Regions from separate parts of the Gossypium hirsutum genome. Here regions 2 and 3 are each linked to region 1. A link is a contact called in public Hi-C data. All regions are on one chromosome and are shown on one strand. Each heading gives the region's core, a stretch centred on a gene start, on an enhancer-like site or on the middle of the called end of the contact. The rest is flanking DNA. Distances are from core to core; before and after follow the strand shown. Region 1 holds the start of LOC107952893 (dolichyl-diphosphooligosaccharide--protein glycosyltransferase subunit 2). Region 2 holds the start of LOC107952891 (casein kinase 1-like protein 6). Region 3 holds the start of LOC107952888 (serine/threonine protein phosphatase 2A regulatory subunit B''alpha).

Evidence for each region. Hi-C and Micro-C count contacts between places; a contact is called where the count stands out from the background.
Region 2: a Hi-C map of leaf shows a contact between it and region 1, with 3 times the contacts expected there. The contact joins the promoter of LOC107952891 here to the promoter of LOC107952893 in region 1. A contact is called at or near these places in 10 of 34 Hi-C or Micro-C datasets (anther, callus, leaf and 1 more).
Region 3: a contact with region 1 is called in a Hi-C map of leaf, with 2.5 times the contacts expected there. The contact joins the promoter of LOC107952888 here to the promoter of LOC107952893 in region 1. A contact is called at or near these places in 6 of 34 Hi-C or Micro-C datasets (anther, leaf and petal).

What each region holds. Positions count from the first base shown.
Region 1 is chrA07:40,402,804-40,405,908 of Gossypium_hirsutum_v2.1, reverse strand. It overlaps LOC107952893 (dolichyl-diphosphooligosaccharide--protein glycosyltransferase subunit 2), which reads left to right and starts at 1,364. Exons shown (of 20, transcript XM_016888095.2): 1 at 1,364-1,504; 2 at 1,664-1,809; 3 at 2,448-2,640; 4 at 2,802-2,891. The coding sequence starts at 1,667.
Region 2 is chrA07:40,536,579-40,539,903 of Gossypium_hirsutum_v2.1, reverse strand. It overlaps LOC107952891 (casein kinase 1-like protein 6), which reads right to left and starts at 1,689. Exons shown (of 14, transcript XM_016888093.2): 1 at 733-1,689; 2 at 582-622. The coding sequence starts at 808.
Region 3 is chrA07:40,611,347-40,614,615 of Gossypium_hirsutum_v2.1, reverse strand. It overlaps LOC107952888 (serine/threonine protein phosphatase 2A regulatory subunit B''alpha), which reads right to left and starts at 1,362. Exons shown (of 14, transcript XR_001698979.2): 1 at 559-1,362.

The DNA of each region.
Region 1 (3,105 bases), core at 115-2,614:
TTAATTTGCGATTAAAAGAAGAAGAAAGACTCGACCTTTTTTCATGTGTCTGTTTTTCAGACTTATCCCCATTAAAACTTAGCAAAAAATGTGTTATAATTTTATTCAAAATCTTAAAGATAAAGTCTACCATTTATTTAACTAAATAAAGATACATAAAATATTAGTTAAACTCTTAATAACTAACTAAATATAGAATAAATCAAATATTAATTAAACTCTTAACAAAATATCTTTACAAATTTGAGTTTAAATAAAATTAAAAATTATTAATGTCATCAATTTCTTGATCTAATAACACAAATGTATTTGTGTTATGATATGAAAGCTTAGATTCATTCCCTAGCAACTCCACTCTTACTCCAAATTACTAAAGAAAACTGAAAATTAATTAATTTAGCATATTCTTAATATTTTGAATTCAATTTCATCTCAATTATATAGTTTAAATGAATAAATTTTTATACATTAAAATATAAAAATTTATTTTTTAAATATCAATTTAATAATATAAAGAACAAAAAAATGCATTTTTGTCGATTTTTTTTTCTAAATCCATACTTTTATATACCGTATATATTATATATTATATATATTTGGTAAGTTCTCATGGGAATAGGCCTGAAAAACATACACATGAAAAAGGGTGGGGTGTATTATACTATATTATATTATAGATATAAATTATGGATTAGGGTATTAAAAATAAATGTAAATTATATAGTTAGTCATTAAATTATAGGTAAGTTTTTTTTGTTTTGGTTACTTAATTAAAAAAAGTTAAAATTTGGTTACTGAATTATTCAAAAATTTTTATTTAAGTCTTTGAACTATTAAAAAAATTTTATTTAAGTCATTGAGCTGTTAAAATTTTTTTTTGAATTTCGCTAGTGAGTTCCAAGCAACGATTCGATGATCGCTACAGTGAATCAGTACCCATCAGTAAGTAGAAAAATATATCTTATACCTAAGTCAATTTGGCGGTCAATTTTGGAATTAGAGAAAAAAACTGTTTGAATTTTAGTTTATAGATTCGTGATATTCAAAATTGTTTCATGAAAAAAATTGAACTGTAAATAAGAATGCTTTCGATTATGTAGACAGTACGCATAAAAAAATCATATAATATCAATTTTAACTGTCTAATGACGTTAATTAATTTTTTAAATAATTTAATGGCCAACTTGTAATTTTTTTAATAAGTGAATTAAATGAATACTTATCTATAGTTTGTTGAGTAACGGACTGTTTACCTTAAAAGAAAATTTAAGGCTAATGGGTTAGTTGAAGTTCGGGCCTATCTTGACCTTAATATTTTGGGCCTAGACTGAAATATCACCGGGACAAACGGGATAAATTCAACTTAAACCTTGACAAAACGATAATTTCACTTTTCTCCCTACTACTTCTTACTTTCCTAGCTCGGCCAAACTCACTCATCTGGCGCACAGCAAAGACTGCGAAGACTTCACCCAAGAAGGGACGAGTTTCTTTCACATTTATTGTATGTTTTCTCTTTTCCCGATCTAATACACCGTAGTTTATTCGCTAATTATTTCCGATCTGTTCTTAATTTGTAATTCCTAAAAAAAGTTTAGTATTTGTGAAAATCCTTCCCAGTTTTTAGGCGGTTGGCTGATTATGTGTTGGATTTTAATTGCAGGAAATGGCCAGACGTCTAGCTGGATTTCTGGTTCTGTTACTTGTAGTATCGATCTGCGAAGCCGCTTTTCTTTTTCAACCAATCTCCGATTCTCATCGATCTACCGCTCTTGAACTCTTCACTCCCGACCATGGATCATTCAAAAGGTTTGCCTTTATATATATTTTTTGACCTCACAATTTCATTATTTAACCGTTGGTTGTTAAGGAAAGGAATTGGAAGAAAGTGCATAACAGCTACCGTTGAAGGTCAACTTTGGATGTGTTTGATAACATATTGAAAGAGAAATATTTTCAGTGGTTTAATTTTTTCGTTTGATAACTCAATTCATGTTGTGATAATTAGGTGGTGAGGCTATTTATACTATGCTAATATTTATTTCTAAAAGAACTTGTGTTTAAATTCAATTACATCTATCTTTAATTACAAAATGCGATATCTTTAAAGTAATAATTTTTGTTTTGAGTTATCCAGTATAAAGTGAAATGTCATGTTAATGAAACTAAATTTGTGAAATTAATGATTATCAATATGTACATTTATTTACCATCTTTTCGTAATGCATATTCAGTGGTTATAAATTCAATACTAAAAATCTATTACGTAATTCTTTTTCCCGTTTATAAAACAACACCTTATCTAAACTTCAACATTTTAAAGAAAAGTTTCAGTGATGAGAAATTTGCAATTTTAGTTTTTCCTTTGTTTGAACTGGAAGTAGACAAGAGACCTATGAGAATGAGGTTTTTGGAGGTATCTCATTTGATATAATTGATCTAAACAGCTTGGAAGAAACATATGAGGCACTAAGAACATTTCAGATTCTTGGAATTGAAAAGAAGCCTGATTTAACAGCTACAGCTTGCCGCTCAATTTCTGAAACTGTTGGGTCATCTTCATCGACTGCAAAGGATCTTTTCTATGCTTTAAAAGCAAATAGTATAGCGGAATGCAAGATTGACAAGAAAGCTTCTAAGGTTTATTTGAATTTGTTACACTGACATGTGGTTCAAGATCTTTTAATATTGCTTAACCCTGGTGCTTAGTTTTGTTGTTGTTATTGTTATTGTTGTTGTTGTTGTTGTTGTCATTATTATCATCTTTTTTTCTTTTCTTTTCTTTTTCTCATTTGCTAAAGGGCATTATTTCAAGACTTAAAGCTGCCGTAAGTGGTGCGAGTTCATTGCTTGACTTCTACTATTCAGTAGGAGGTTTGGTACTCATCAAGGTAATGATCGAATTCAAATTACCCCTTAGTATGACATACTTCAGTTCCATGTCAGCTATTTCTCAAATTTATGAGGTTTCTAAATGATTTATATATGCATTATAATTGCTTCTGTTTGTTATGTTGATCTAGGAACCTTATTTATCTAGCTTACTTTCTACAGCTGCGATAGCTTTTAAGTTTTGCATTTTTCAATGCCTTCTAATTCCTTGTC
Region 2 (3,325 bases), core at 440-2,939, 130 kb before region 1:
TACCTTTGCTTAGAGAAGTATGTTTTCAATTTTTCATTTGTGTAAAAACACTTTTTCTCAGAATGGAAATGAGGGCAATAACAAATGTTCTTTCTCTTTACACTTAAATGATGAGCCATATAAATTGAACACAGCTGGATATGGAAGATTTTCCTGGACAAGTGACATTTCCTTGCACAAATTGAGGAGTGTTCATGCATAACATCTTAATTTTTAAGAACAAAATAATGACTGAAGAGCCTACTCTTGATCATTTTTTTCTAGCCATATGCCCAAAATCTAAAGCAATACAAGTCCAAAGGTTTGTAATTCTGAAAAAACAGAAAACAGGAAGATAAGTAAGAATAATAGCCAACATTTTTTTCTTTCTATTTTTGATTTTTTGAGAAAGACAAGTCAGTAAGTGAAAACAACCACGCAGCACGCATATGAAAATCTAGAGACAGCTTTATTTATAGCTATTCAACGTCCCCAAATCACCATTACAAGTTGACAACCGCAGCTAGCAAGTAAACCATCGGCAGCAGACTAACAAAAGACACAATAAAAAAAAAACAAATCATCAAGAGGATATCGCATACCAGTTTGACAGCAACTTCCTCTCCAGTTTGCACATTTACCCCTTCAATAGAAAAAAAATTAGAAGAAGAAAGTTACAATGCTGACAAAGAGACAATAGATTTTCCATAAAAAGAAAAGAGAAAGCCATGTAAGAGATTTGGATTCTCATACCCAAATAAAGCTCTCCAAAAGAGCCACTGCCAATCTTTCTTCCAAGCTTGAACTTACCACCAATCACATGATCCATTCTCAAGTAGGAAAAAACAAAAGAGAACAATTTTCTTTAACAATACCCAATACCCCACAATTTTCTTCAACAATACCCAATACCCCCAAAGAGCTTAATGTTGGTTATTTTAACTCAGATCTGTGTCAAAGTCGGCACTTATTACCCACTAATCCAACACACTCTCAAACTCGACTTACCAAACTGAAAACTCGAAGCTTCCAATAAATCAACTAAAGGAAATAGGGGAAAAAACACTTTGCTTGAATAATCAGCGGGGATAAAAGCCTCAAAATAAAATAAAATGAATCTAAGTTTTTGACCAAAAGAAGAAAAAGGAAATCCTTGTGATAATAATGCTAGAAACGTAAAAATAAAAATAAATAAATAAAACTGGAGATTTCAATCTAAGCCCGGTAAATGTAGAAAGAGGGTTTTATTATTATTACTACTACTACAAAGGCTCCAGGATCCTCAACTACATAGTTTGATAGCAAAATCCCCAATTTGAAACGAAAATTGTAATTTAGGAGAAAAACCCAGCTACATTGACCTGAGAAGATTTAGAGGATGAATCAACAGCCAAAAAAAAGAATCCAACTGCAATTAAAAAAAAAAATTGTTGGAAGAACGGAAATGACCGAAAATATTAAATCAGATGAAATAAGCAAAAACAGTATTTCAAGATAAATGTAAAATAAAAAAAGAAAGTAAAAAACAGTTTTCAAGGCGTATGTTAACGAGGAAAGCACAAGGAAAGTGAGTGAAAGTGAAGCAGATTGACTAGTAAAAATAGGGGAAAAGGAAAAGAAACAAAAGGTTTTATAATTGTTTTTTCTTTCCCTTATTAATTGAAAGTCCAGACCTACCTTTTTTTTCGGCTAGACCCCTGAACTACACTCATTTTCTTCTATTGGTACTTAAATTCATTTTTTATTCCATTTTGATGCTGTTAACGGTTTTACAAAAAACCAATCATAACACACCACGTGTCCCCATTGATGTGGACCATGACGTGGTCATTGATCATATTCACTGTGTGCTGATTAGACTAAAAAATTATAAAAAATATTTTAAAATTGTAAAAAAGTTATTAAAAATTATAAAACATTAAAATATGTAAATATTATTAAAAATTGAGAAAATTATTTAAAAAATTGTAAATAATATTTAATTTTAAAATTAATTTAAAAATTGTGAATCAGTGGCATTGACAATTTCAAAATTCTTAAATAATTTTTATAATTTTTTAATCGAATAATATGTTGTTACTTTTTCATAATCGCGAATATGAAAATAATAATACCAAAATAAATTAAGAAAAGAAATCAGATGACAACATAGAAAATCTCCTTTTATTCTTTTGAAATTTGCAGAGAAAATTGATTTATAAGACGACGACGAAGACAAAGAAGAATAATTTGATTTGTTAATTATTTATAATTTTGATTAATTATTTAAAGTTTCTAATAATTAAAAAATAAATAATGTTCTATTATTTTTAATATTTTTTTACAATTATCACTTTTAAATAATTTAAATGTTTTTTTACAATTTTTATATATTTTTAACTATTCTTTTACGATTTTATTTTTATTTTTACAATTTTTTTATTTGGTCAATGCGACCAACAACCACGTCATCGTCCAGATCAGCGATTAATCGGGACACGTGACATGTTCTAATTGGTCGTTGTTTTTTAACACCGTTAATGAAAGGAGCTAAAAAGTATAACGGAACTATAGTTCAATAACCAAAATGAGATAAAAAAAATTAGGAACAATATAAGAAAATGAGTATAGTTTAAGGGTTAAACCGTGAATAAAGTTTTTCTTTTTAATAAAAAGGGGGGAAAAGAAGACATAGGGGTCTTAAGCAGAGAAGCTCTGACGCCTGACCGGACGTGTTTGGGTTCTATCTGAGACTCAAGAGTCTGACTCAGTCTTTTAAGCTTTCTCCTTATCATTGCAAAAGTGCGCTTGATATAAATAGCTCGGCCCCAATTCAAAGGTCATAATAGAGATTGGCCTAGTTTACCTCAAGGCCAATCATGAGATCCAAATTCAAACAGTTAAAATCAAACCTTAATTTATTCGTTCAAGACTTTATCACAAAAAAATTCGAGAAGAAGAGTTGAAGCTTCAAGACGATAGATTTTGGAGCAATGATGAATTAGAAGGGATTAATTTTATTCGTGGGTCTAAACTCTCAATCTATGATGAGAAGCCAATCTGGAGAATGTTAAAGGACCCTTAATCAATCCCACAAGCTTAGGCATTTCATATTGGGTTCGAGTTCTAAGCTTAATTTTTATTATACATGAGCCAAATATTGTATTTATTATCCCTTATTATTTTTTTATTACAATTTTTTTATAATTATTAAGTATTTTAAGTTATTAGGAGTTTTATGTTAACAAGAAAGTTTTGTTTAAAACTATTTATTGTTTAGATTAATTAGAGTTTTAATATACTTTAGAGTTTTATTTGGATTTATAATTTCAACTCTGTGAGTTTGTTTCTTTGAGTAAGATTTCTT
Region 3 (3,269 bases), core at 113-2,612, 210 kb before region 1:
AAAACCACCAAATAAGATACTCCATGACTATGAGTGGACCATCAAAGGTATTCGTTCTTGGCTGTAATAAATCTATGTTTGCACTTACTTGCTCGCCTCTGTTTACCTATTAAACCACAGTGATATTATCTCCTCATCCCGCACAGAGAATGATGCACAGAATGATAATGTATCAATATCATTCACCACCTTTTTAATGTTGAAGTTATATATGTCAGTTCATTGAGATAAGCAGTTTTTGTACCCACCCAATCCTCATAAATAAAGTCATTTTATTCATATGTATTTTATTAGGTGTGATGCCTTCGTGACCATCCATTCACTGAAACCTGCACTGATCATTGGTTCACTACACCAGTCGGCTTCAAAGACATCATCATTGTTATTAATTCGAATGAACTAAGGTAAACTAAATTTCAAATGACAACAATTCGCAGCATTGGACGTTTTATTCAACAATGGGCAGCCAACTAAAGTTGAAAACAAATTCTAATACCGAAGTAATTAAAAATTACTAACAAATCAATAGCAACTATAGTTTAGTTACAAAAGCAGTACCAGGTGGCCGGTCCCAGGAAGCGAAAGCCACTGAGAGAAAAAGTCCTCTACAAGTTGAGGACTGGCTTTTAGTGCAAATGGAGAAACATCAGGAAGCTGCAAAAGCTCAGGGTCCAAACAAGTAACATCCTCCACTGCATCAATATCCATCTTTATAGATAATGACATCTCGCCTACCTTATCAAACAGCACTAAATAAAAATAAACACCCTAAAACTTGTAACTCTTTCAAATTCTTCAAATGCAACAGCAAAAAGAAATCAACGCCACTTCGAAGATTTCTCTAACTGGGAAAAAGAACACGCTCCGAAATGATATGGTAAATTGACGATACCGTGGAACTAATTACAAAATCTTGCTCCAAAGAGTTAAGGAAAAAAGACGGTAAAATCCTTTTTTTCTTCAACGGAAGTAGAAACGTAACCGTTTAAAATACGCCGTTCTCCAAAACCCTAGCTGCCGGCGTTATGAATAAACTGAAATACCAAATCCTTCGAAGAGTCTCGAAAGAATTTAGCCTGTTTTACTTCCAAAAAGAGAAACTGATAAATTCTCGAGTACTTTCCGTTAACTTTCAGTGCGGAAAAAAAACTTAAAAATGCCAAGAAGATAATGAGATTTGACGTGAATTTGATTAAAAGGAGGGAATGGTTTTAAAAATTAAAAAGAAACGGAGAGAGGAAGAAAACAGGAGCAGAGAAATCAAAGTATTATTATTAGCATTTGATTTTATTACAGAGAGAGTGGACATAGGGGAAACTAAAAGGAATAGGAAGCTGCAGCGAAGAAGGATGAAAGATAAAAGATATAATTTTTTTTTCCTATTCCGAACTTAAACAGTAAAAAGCGAACAAAGCGCGTGGAGGTCAATTCATAGATACGGATGTTTATACGGTCTACATGGTTTCATCAACCCTCATTTAAAATAATATATACACATCAACTCCATTGATATAAATAATATTGAGGATATGTTAGTTTTGACAGCAACCTACTTAAGAAATTACGGGAATGTCTTTATGTAATTAAAATAAATAATATAATTTGAGGATGTTTTAATTTTTTTATTTTAAAAAATTAATAAAAATATACATATTATGATATTTGAATCCATGCTAATTGCATTAATATACCATTCAACTAAAACTTCATTTTAATATTTTTATATATTTTAATTTTATTAAGCTCAATCTATTACCTCAAGTAGTTATATCTATATTATTATTTAAACTCCTAATCGAGTTGGTGCCACGAGTTAATCGGATACAAATAGGTTAGAAAATTATATGAATGTCTTTTTGTAATTAAAATAAGTAATATTGTTCGATGATATTTTAGTATTTTCACTAAAAAAATCAATAAAAATATGCATATAATGGTATTCAAACTCACGTCGATTGCATCAATAAAACATTTAATTTACCATCAATTAAAACTTTATTTTAATACTATTATACATTTTTATTTTATTTATGTAGACTCTATTACCTCCATAAGTTACATTATTTATTGTATATTATTTTTAAACACATATTTGTGTTTTAATTTTATGGTTACATACACGTGTGATAGGTTTTTTAGTATTTTTTATTCCATAAATATAGTACAAATAAAAATTCCTAATAATTATAACTATTTGTACAAACTATAAAATATGATATATCGTAATCAATAAATAATCTTCCTAAATAATATATAATCAATATTATTATAATGGGGAGAGATCCACTTACACAGTGTAAAAATTAAAATAGTTTTACACACTTACATAATTATCTATATGATTAATAGTTTAATGATTCAACCGTTATATTTTATGGTAAGTTCATGTAGATTATGTTTGTCAGATTTGATGTAAATTTAAAACTTCTAGCTAGTTGTTTTATATAAAAAAAATTCAACCATTGATCATATATTAATATATAGAGTATTTTAGATCGATATGGTAGAGATATCGGATCGGTTCAAAATTTTACATGTAACAGCCCTTACCGTATTCGTAGCCGGAATAGGGTACAAGGCATTACCGGAGTTTACCGAATTAATTTTCTGTTATTACGAGTTAAATACTGTTCATTTACTAAAACATGTCATGACGTCCTTTATTTGGGCCTCCAAAGCCCAAAACATACTTCGGGACCAAACCAGAATTAAATCGAAATCATAGGGAATTTTTTGCAAAATCCCAAAGTTTTTTTTTAATTTATAAGCTCAATATAACCCCTTTATAAATATCTAACCTTCCTTGCAAATTTTAAAACCGAGACCAATCCAACCAACTAATTTGATACCAAATTATACTTCTATTATAATTATACCATTTAACATATTCATCATTATTTACTTTAATGCATATTCATTAAACAAGTCTTAGCATTTATATAATCATCAAACCTTATACATGCCATATAAATCAAAAAGGAAATTTACAAAAGCTACCGGAGATAATCTAGATAGTGTGATCTTCTGTGTTGATCCGATCCTCCATATACTTCCACGCCAATCTATAAGAGACATTGAATACATTCAAGTAAGCTTATAGAAGCTTAGTAAGTTCATAAGCATAAAACATAAATCTTACCAAATATTTATACAGTTATACAATATACACAATTATTAAGTTCATCTGTCAACCACAGTTATTGGTGAGTTCTTTTGTATAAACTCACTACCACTTATCCATTTCCTTTAATTCTTTTGGGCTCATTTGT